2 separate regions of the Triticum aestivum genome follow, and region 2 is linked to region 1. The links are chromatin contacts, called in public Hi-C maps. All regions are on one chromosome and are shown on one strand. Each heading gives the region's core, a stretch centred on a gene start, on an enhancer-like site or on the middle of the called end of the contact. The rest is flanking DNA. Distances are from core to core; before and after follow the strand shown. Region 1 holds the start of LOC123049096 (beta-hexosaminidase 2). Region 2 holds the start of LOC123049097 (ethylene-responsive transcription factor ERN1-like).

Region 1 (4,790 bases), core at 841-3,340:
AATCACACAACAAAAAGGAAACACCATACATGCTTTAGCTCACTTACATAATTTAGTTTGACACGTTCAATATGAATGAAAGGTAATGCTCAGAGTTGGCACACGCAACGGCGCGTACGCACGCGCCGCTTCTTGTCGGGCCCTCATCGAACCAGGTCGCACATTCCGGGGCGCGTGCGGCACCAGAGCGGCTGGATGGGCTCGGCGCGGATCCCTCGCCCCACCATGCGGTGCCGCCAGTCGTTGAGCCTGTCCGTGGCCTCCGCGTACCGCTTCCGGCCGGACGCGTCGCGGTTGCCGGACCACAGCGCCTCCGCCATGGCCGACGCCCGCGGCCAGATCCTGGCGTCCAGCACCGTGGAGTCGGCCTGCTCCGTCCACAGCGCCACCTCGCCGCCGATGACCAGCTTGGCCTCCTCCGCCGTGAGCCCGTACGCGATGTCGTAGTCGTACACCCGCTGCCACGTCTTGAACGGCCCGCACCAGGAGCCCCCGTCCGTCTTGTAGTCGCTCCTCTGGTCGTCGTACACGCTGTTGTTCCCGACGAAGTCGCCGTGGCCGCAGTCGAGGTAGTAGAAGGAGGCCGAGGAGACGATGGCGCGGTAACCGGCCTGCACGATCAGCTTCGTGTTGTTGGCCCCGTTGTTCCACGTCTGCAGGATGGTGGTGGCGGGCGGGATCACCGACGAGCTCACGTTCACCTCCACGTCCAGCAGCACGTCCTCCCAGAACACCACCGTGCGGTTCTTGGACACCACGTGCGGGTGCACCGCGCGCACGTACCGCTCCAGGAGCTGGCTCAGGGTGCCGCCCTTCTCCATGTCCGCCTGGATCGACGGGTCCGTCTCCCAGCATCCCGGCGTCACCTCGTCGGCGCCGGCGTGGTAGAGGCCCTCCGGGAACATGGAGGTGATGTCGTTGATGATGTTGGCCACCACCTCGTACGTCTTGGGCTCCAGCGGGTTCAGCTGGCCGGACCCCGGCTCGGCCGCGAGCCTGCTGCCCCAGTCGCTCGCGTCCGGCAGCCAGAACTTGCCCGCGCAGGAGACCGCCTCCGGGTACGCGCCGGCCCACGACGCCGTGTGGCCTGAAACGATGGCAACAGATTAGCTCGTTCATCAACTGGGCCGTATTACCTTAGAAACTGGGCCGTGTCAGCGCATTGCTTAGTGGGCCGAATGGGAAAATAGCAGCCATGTTTTTTCTCTCTTTTTTTTTGCGGGGGCAATAGCAGCCGTGTCAGCTTGCTTACCAGGTGCGTCGATCTCCGGCACGACGCGGACGCCGCGGCTCATGGCGAACTCGACGATGCGCTGGACGTCCTTGACGGTGTACCTCATGTCCTCACCGTACGCGCCCATCTCAGCGAGCATCGGCTCGGACGGCAGCTCGATGGGGAACGACTGCGAGTCCGTGATGTGCCAGTGGAACACGTTCATCTTGTTGGCCGCCATGGTGTCGATGGTCCGCAGGATGTCGACGACGGGGAAGTAGGTCCTCCCGGTGTCGAGCATCAGGCCACGGTGCTGGTACAAAGGCTTGTCCTCCACGCGCACGCCGGCGGCCACCAGCAGCTCCCCTTGCCGGCCCCTCCACGCGAGCTGCGAGAACGACTCCAACCCGTGCATGGCGCCCCACACCGTGGCCGCCGTGATGGTGGCCACGCCCGTGGGGAGGATTTCCAGCTCGTAGGACTCGTCCACGCCGTCCTGGAGCGGGGCGGACAGGTCGGACACGGACACGGTCAGGCTCTGGAGCGCGGGGCCCCCAGCGGTGACATTGACCGCCGGCCGCACGATGGGCCTGTACCTCTCGGCGAAGAGCAGCGCGGTGTAGCGCTGCGTGGCGGAGACGAGGTACGGGCTGTTCCCGGACGTCCCCACGATGCGGAACGACGCGGACACCGGTATGGCGGCGAGAGGCTCTGCCCAGGACATGGACGTCGGCTTGGGCCAGACATTGACGGGGAACACCGATGCCTGGGCGCCCGACGGCAGCGGCGAGCTCAGCAAGGACAGGAGCAGGACGACGGCGAGAAAGGCCTCCTTCGCCGCCATTTGTGCTTTGGCTCGAGCTGCTCTGTGCCGCTGCACCGTATGATTGGCAGATGCCTTGATGGATGGGTGTATGCATCAATGCGCCATTCGATTTATATAAGACGTTGCTTAGCTATGTGATTAACGGCATCGCTCGGCGTGTTGTTGTCATCTACGCGCGCGCTTATCACAAGGCTCCAAGTGGCTCTTTCAGGGCGCCTTACCGTTCGTCCATTTCTGAAAACTACTGTTTCGTGGCGTATTATCTCATACTGTATATACGATGCCGGCGTTATGCCTTATGTATGCCGGGTAGACTGCGACGAGTACACGTTTTCTATTGGGTTTCTTGGCCTAAACGATGTAGTGGAATGGCTGCAACGGCAGTAGTAGTTTATTGCTAGTACAAGTTTAGGCAGACGTAATCACTAATCAGACAGTGTACGGCCTGCTGATTGTATACTATAATAAGATCCGTAGGCGAACACTATAACACGTCTGCTATTTTAATGCCGTCACAGGTGAAGTAGCGCAGTGTGCATGAGCCATATGGTGGTAGACGAACCAGGCTTGGCTTTATTTTAGCAGCTAGCCTTGTTGGTTCAGAAAGTAAATTGCATAGGCGAAACAGGCACAAACTGAGCGGTCTTTTACTACTTTCACGGCTGTGCTTGATTCTGTTAATCTAGTTTGCCCGGATTTGCTAGCTCACAGGCGACTGAAAAATCGTTGCATGTCAGTCGATTTTGGGTGGTAAAGAGGGTATGTCTCGCCTGACGCGAGACAGAAGGACGTCCCGCTTCAGATGCCCGATTGGGCCACCCAGTGCGGACAGGCTTTGAGTGCTTTTGCTGTCAGGTTTTCGCCCAATAGTACTCGTTTCGATGGCGAGCAAGTGCGGTGGGTTTCCTGGCAGTGTGCTGGACTCGCTACCTCTCTTTCCTCTCCTCCTGAATGTTGCTGAAACAGTTGTATTTTCGTTCTTGTAATGAAAAGGGGTAAGCCCGGTTAAAAAAAGGCTTCGAGTGTTTTTAATTCTTTTTTTTACATTTTTTCATTCTGTTTTTTGTTTTTGTACTTCTGCTTGTATTTGCAAATATTGTGAATATATCTATTGCAAAAATTAATGTATATATAAATGTTGAAAAACATTAATCCGCATTAGAACAATGTTAAACGTGTATAGAAAAATGTATATAATGTATAAGAAAACTGTATAATGTGTACGAAAAATATACACCAAAACATGTGTGTGTGTGTGTGTGTGTGTGTGTGTGTGTAATACTCCCTCAGTCCCAAAATAAGTGATTCAACTTTGTACTAACTTTAATACAAAGTTGGTGTAAAATTGAGTCACTTATTTTGGGACGGAGGGAGTATTAATCATGCATTTGAAAAATGTTAAACATGTATATAAAAAATGTACATGATGTATACAAAAAAGTACAATGATTATGGGAAAGTAGACATAGAAATATATGTTAACATAAATATTAATATGTATTTGAAAAATGTTAAATGTGTATATAAAAATATTTCCAAAATATATGAAAAATGTAAAATGTGTATGTACAAAAATAACATCAAAAAATTATATGTTTTAAAAAATGTTAATCATTTATTTGTAAAATTTTAAATGTGTATATAAAAATGCTCCTAATGTATTAAAAATGTAAAATGTGTATAGATAGAAGTAGATATCAAAAAATACATGTTTAGAAAAATGTTAATCATGTATTTGATATTTTTAAAGATGTATGCGAAAAATGTATAATGTGTATGAAAAAAGGTAGACATAAAAAAATATGAGTTTTCAAAAATGTTGATCATGCATTTGGAATTTGTTGACCTCGTGCATTATTATTTTTTGAATGTGGATGTAAAAGGTTGACATCGAAATGTATATTTGAAAAAACTATTAATCATGTATTTGAAAAATGTTCAACGTGTATTAGAAAAATGTTTCTGTTGTATATGCAAACTGTTTCGTGTAATTGAAAAAAATGTTAAACGTTAAGAAAATATATCCAGGTTCTATAAAAAAGAAAGAGAAAAAACCCAATGAAAATCAACAAAGGAAATAGCAAAAGAAAGAAAACCAATTAAAACCAGTGCAAAAGAATGAAAATGGTGAAAACCTAGAAAGGAACAAAGAAAAACTAAGAAACTCGATAAAATCAAGAAAGAGACAAAGGAAACGGAAGAAAAATAAACAAAATAGGAAACAAAGAAAAACATTGAAACGGAGAAAGAAACAAAAAAACCTAAGAAAAAGAAGAAAAAATAAGGGGAAACCCAATAAAACCAGGGAAAGAAACGAAAAAGATCTAGTGAAAAACTTAGAAAAAATTAAAAAACCAAAAAACAAGTGAAGAAACAAAAGACCAGAAGAAACTAAATGGAAGGAAACAAAAAACAAACAGAGAAAACCGAAGCAACATCAAACCAGCGACAAGCGAGCGAGGTATGCATGAATATGGGTTGGCCCAATAGTGTAGCTTGCAGGAAATCTTCACGCGAGACTTTCTTCCATCTCACGTTGAACGAGATATAGCTCCCGCGGGTAAAGAGCAACTGTCACCCCTACACCCTGATGTGTGCGGTGGACTTGGCAGTGTGTGGGTTGTGGCACGTGTGGTTAGTGTCGTCCGTGGCCCAGACCAGTGTGCGTGTGTATAATGTTATTTAACCCTGAATCCATGTACGGATTGAGGGCATGTCGAGTGTTGCCTTGTCTCCCATCTCTTTGCTTCT
Region 2 (4,790 bases), core at 722-3,221, 360 kb before region 1:
GGTATATTCTTCCTCCCCCTGCTGCCGCCAAACGACACCATCAGCGGTGCATGCCTTGCCACCTTCAGTCATTCCTCTAAACCCCGACCCTCCCCCCTCCCACACCCGGACCCGTCAACCTCTGACTCCCCTCCACCAGCGAGGCCGCCGACGGGTCGTTCCAAGTGCCGCGGTGCCCCCGTCTTCGAGCTTGAGATTTCGCGCAAAATCGGCTGGTCTAAATTGCAATTTGAAGCAACTGATGAATGGCAAATGCAGGAAGAAAACCTTGCGGTATTTTAGTTCGGCTCATTTGATCATACACCAACAACACGAGGATTCACCATCCATTTGCAGCCATGAGCCATTGCTCAATCGAGGTTTCCTGCATGCAACACCGCAATCTGATGGACAACCCCATTGAAACTACCAGAAACTGAAGTAGAACATGCCGATTTCTCATCCATGGCCGAACAAATCTCGAGAACTGAAACTACACCATGAAATTCAGTCTGCTAAACCACACAACAAATTTGGAGCATTTTGCACACAAAAATGCATCGAATGGAGAGCAGATTTGGAATCTAGAAACCCCCTTCCTCTTTACACTGCACTGCCTGGCGAAACCCAAAAACCAAGTTGACATGCGTACACACATACACCCGGGGCCTTTTCCCCCAACACCCAGGAGGCAAAAGAGCAAGAACGACGGCGACGACGGCGACGGGGCGAGGAAGAAGCCAGGCTACTGGCAGAGCGGCGAGAGATCCCACAGCGGGTCGCCGGCGGACGCCTCGAACACCCTGTCGAAGTACTCCTGCAGGCCGTTCATGGCGTACAGGGACGCCGAGATCCGCCGCTCCACCTTCATCCGCTCGAACTCCACCATCCCGGCCGCGGGGGCGACGCTGGTCTCCTCCGGGGACGCGGCTGGTAGCGTGCAGGCGTCGACGGCGGCGAACCCGTCCAGCGCCGGGAACTGGCCGAACGACGACTCGAACATCCAAGACTCCAGCTCCTCGGCACCGGCGACGGGAGCAGCCAAGTCCGGCCTGTACACCTCCCCGGCGTCCGGCGCCCCGCCGCCTTGCTTCGTGGCGCCGTCGCAGCTGACCGCGCTGCTGCTGCTGCTGCTGCTGCTGCTGGCGCCCCCACAAGCGCCATCCATGCTATTACTGTTGCTGTTGCTATTGCTTGTGGCGTATGCGGCGGGAGCGGCGGGCGTGGAGGAGGGGCCGGGGATCTTGGCGGACGCGGCGGGCAGCCTGGCCTTCTTGAGCTTCTTGTGGTGGAGGAGGCCCCGGATGCGGACGGCGAGCGGGCAGTCCGGGGAGATGCGCGGGGCGAAGTTGGTGCGCGCCTCGGCGCCGCGGAGGAGGCGGGCGGCCTCGTCGTAGGCGCGGGCGGCGGCGTCGGCCGTCTCGAAGGTGCCGAGCCACATGCGGATCTTCTGGGTGGTGTCCTTGATCTCGGCCACCCAGCGGCCCGAGGGGCGCTGGCGGACGCCGACGAACTTGCTGTGGCTGGTGCTGCCCTTCTTCCGGCCCCGCGGCTTGGTGGGCTTGGCCTGCGCGGCGGCGGCGGCGGCCTCCTGCTGCTGCTGGTAGTAGTAGCAGTAGTCCTGCAGCTGGAGCACCGGCGGCTGCACCTGGAAGTGGAGCTCCATGTGCGCTCGGGTTGCTTTGGCTTAAGTGGTGCTGGAGGAGGTGTGAGGGGAGGAGGAGACAGGTGTCTGCAGAGTGTTTGCTCTGGTTGCTGGGCAAATGGGAGGATTTATAGGGGCTTTGGGGATGGTTTGAAATTTTCAGATAGGAGGAGGAATGTATTGGTGGTGATCCCTCCCCTGTGGGGTTACTTTCAGGGCTGGTTATTAGTCAATCGTGGTCAAAGTGGAGCTATGGTCGTGGCATATGAATGTATGTTACTCTACTCTGCCTTGGGATGTCATGTTTGTCTCTTCGGTTTGGTGTGTTTCCATATATTGTCTGCAAGGAAAGTAGCAAATGCAGTGCTTTCTGTTTCTGTATTTTAGTTAGCTTCTTCTTTGTGGTGGAATCACTAGGTTGAGGGATTGGTGGTGGTCGTAGTGCATCACCACGCCTTTCAAGACAAAATTAGTGCATCAGCACTATAATTGACCTTTTGTATTTTCTGCGATTTTTGTTCTTAATTGAACATATACTTACGAAAGACCCTGTATATATTCTAACAATTAACCCAAATACTCAATGCAGCTTAATATTATTGTACCGCATCAAGTCATGTCATTTCACTCGAGTTTAGACAGTGAATGCCATTTCTCACTTTCTCCGATAAAATACCCCCTCCGGCCGGAAATACTTGTCAAAGAAATGTCTAAAAATGGATATATCTATAACTAAAATATATATAGTTATATCCATTTTTCTGATAAGTATTTTCGGAAGAAGGGAGTATGTACGCGCATACAAGCAAGCAAAAACCCATGGCAATCTTTACCATCTTTAACATCCTCCCACTTGACTAATTCAGTCAAGGGGTCTAACCTCACAGAGATTTACCAGTTCCTCATCAACATGGTACTGACCACTGACTGAACAAGCCGGCAACTAATTAAGCAAGCAAGATGCCTAAGATGATTACTCATGTGACCATGTTCCCACTCTAATTTGGATGGAAGGGTCAAGGGGTCTACATCTCCTGGTGATTTACTACTAGTAGGTCTTCACCAGCATGCGTCAGCCACTAACCGTAAACTTTAGGGCCACTGATTAGACCGGTTCGTCCTTAATCCGTGGTTATGTAGTCAAAACGCTGCACAGACCGAGTCGAGAGCCTGCCATTTGGCGGCCTTCGAGGCAATGATGATAGTGGCGTCTGTACAAGCGGCTGAAAAACAACTTTTCAGCAACCGCGCCGCCTGGCTTTTGTTTTATGCATCGGAGTCGCTTGACATCTTCGCCATCTGCCAAGTCTTTGGTCTCGACGGGATGAGGTGGGCGTGTCCCTGGCTAGTTCAGTTTTTGGATGATGGCATCTCCTTGGAGACATGTGGAACATCATACACTTGTCACGCAGCAGGCTCCCTGGCCCCAAACTGTTTATCATGTTGCATTAGTGATGAAAACATCTACAATGGCTCGTAACTCAGGACCTCTTCGGAGCTTCTTTTTTTAAAATAAAAAAGAGGTTAAGGGCATCTTCAATGCTGGCCCGTAAATTTGCTCGCGCATCCGTCCGCGGACAGGGACCAGTCCGCGGATACGTATGCTGCAGCCGGACATCCAACGCTATCCGCATATGTCCGGCCTCAATTCTATTTTAAGTGTGCGTGTTCAAATAGCCGCATACACTCCCTCCGTCCACAAGACCACGAATAAGTGTATGTCTAGATTTTAGTCTGCGCGCTCAAATAGCCGCATATACTCCCTCCATCCACGAACAAGTGTATGTCTAGCTTTTGTCTGTGTTTTAAACTTTGACCAACTTTGTAGAGAAAAGTAGCAGCATTTATGACACTAAATTAGTATCGGTATATCCATTTTGAAATATGCTTTCAGTATATACCAATTTGATGGTATATATGTTAATACTTTTTTATATAGTTGGTGAAAATTTTAAAACTTTGACTTAGGACAAAATGTAGAAATACACTTATTCTCGGACAGAGGGAGTATAGTCTAGAATTGTTCAAATGTTCAAATGTAGAGGTAGTTCTATTTTTTTAAATCAAATATTAAATTCCAACATTGTTCTCCCCCTTAACCGCCCATAGATCCTCAATTAGATCTTCATTCAGTTGCTCGTGAGTTGCATTCGATGCCGAATTTATTAATGCATTTGAGCAAACTCTTCAAATGTGGTCAAATTCTGATTTGGTAGTTCAATAAGATCACTCATGTTCTCAAATTCAAGAGTTGCGGAAGCATCCTCACCCTCATCCTCCACGATCATGTTGTGCATGATGACACAACAAGTCATCACCTCGCACAAGGTCTCCGAATCCTATTGTGTTCCGGCAGGGATGTGGCGTAGCGGCTGATATGTCTACAACGTACCTACTTTTCCAAACACTTTTGCTCTTGTTTTGGACTCTAATTTGCATGATTTGAATGAGACTAATCCGGACAGACGTTGTTTTCAGCAGAACTACCATGGTGCTATTTTTGTGCAGAAATAAAAGTTCTCGAAATTGGAGGAAACTTGGAGGAGATATTTTATTGAACAAATAAAAATTACTGTTGTCCACAAGACAACATGGCGCGCCTACCCCAGGGCGCGCCCTGATGTCTTGTGGGGCCGACGAGGCTCCTCTGACCTAATTCCACCTCCATAAGTACCGTCTTCCTGAGAAAAAAAAGAGAATAAGTTTCATTGCGTTTTACGGCATGGAGCCGCCACCACCTCTTGTTTTTTATCGGGAGGGCTGATCTGGAGTCCGTTCAGGGCTCTAGAGAGGGGGGTTCGTCGCCGTTGTCATCATCAACCCTTCTTCATCAACAATTCCATGATGCTCACCACCGGGAGTGAGTAATTCCTTCATAGGCTTGCTGGACAGTGATGGAGATGGATGAGATTTGTCATGTAATCGGGTCAATTTGTTAGGGCTTGATCCCTAGTATCCACTATGTTCTAAGATTGATGTTGCTATGACTATGCTATGCTTAATGCTTGTCACTTTATGTTTTTATGAACCCTTTATGTTTTTATCAATATATTTGAGTTCTAGATCCTGTCTGCTAGCTGTATGCACTTGTTATTGTTCTGAACCGTAGACCCTAAGGTGAAAATGATTGTGATACTCTCTAGGGATGACTGTCATTCGAGGAGTT

The links. Hi-C and Micro-C count contacts between places; a contact is called where the count stands out from the background.
Region 2: a Hi-C map of leaf shows a contact between it and region 1, with 4 times the contacts expected there. The contact joins the promoter of LOC123049097 here to the promoter of LOC123049096 in region 1. A contact is called at or near these places in 2 of 5 Hi-C or Micro-C datasets (both in leaf).

What each region holds. Positions count from the first base shown.
Region 1 is chr2D:156,205,624-156,210,413 of IWGSC CS RefSeq v2.1, reverse strand. It overlaps LOC123049096 (beta-hexosaminidase 2), which reads right to left and starts at 2,090. Exons shown (of 2, transcript XM_044472086.1): 1 at 1,253-2,090; 2 at 1-1,087. The coding sequence starts at 2,057. The coding sequence ends at 144.
Region 2 is chr2D:156,568,001-156,572,790 of IWGSC CS RefSeq v2.1, reverse strand. It overlaps LOC123049097 (ethylene-responsive transcription factor ERN1-like), which reads right to left and starts at 1,971. Exons shown (of 1, transcript XM_044472087.1): 1 at 556-1,971. The coding sequence starts at 1,645. The coding sequence ends at 725.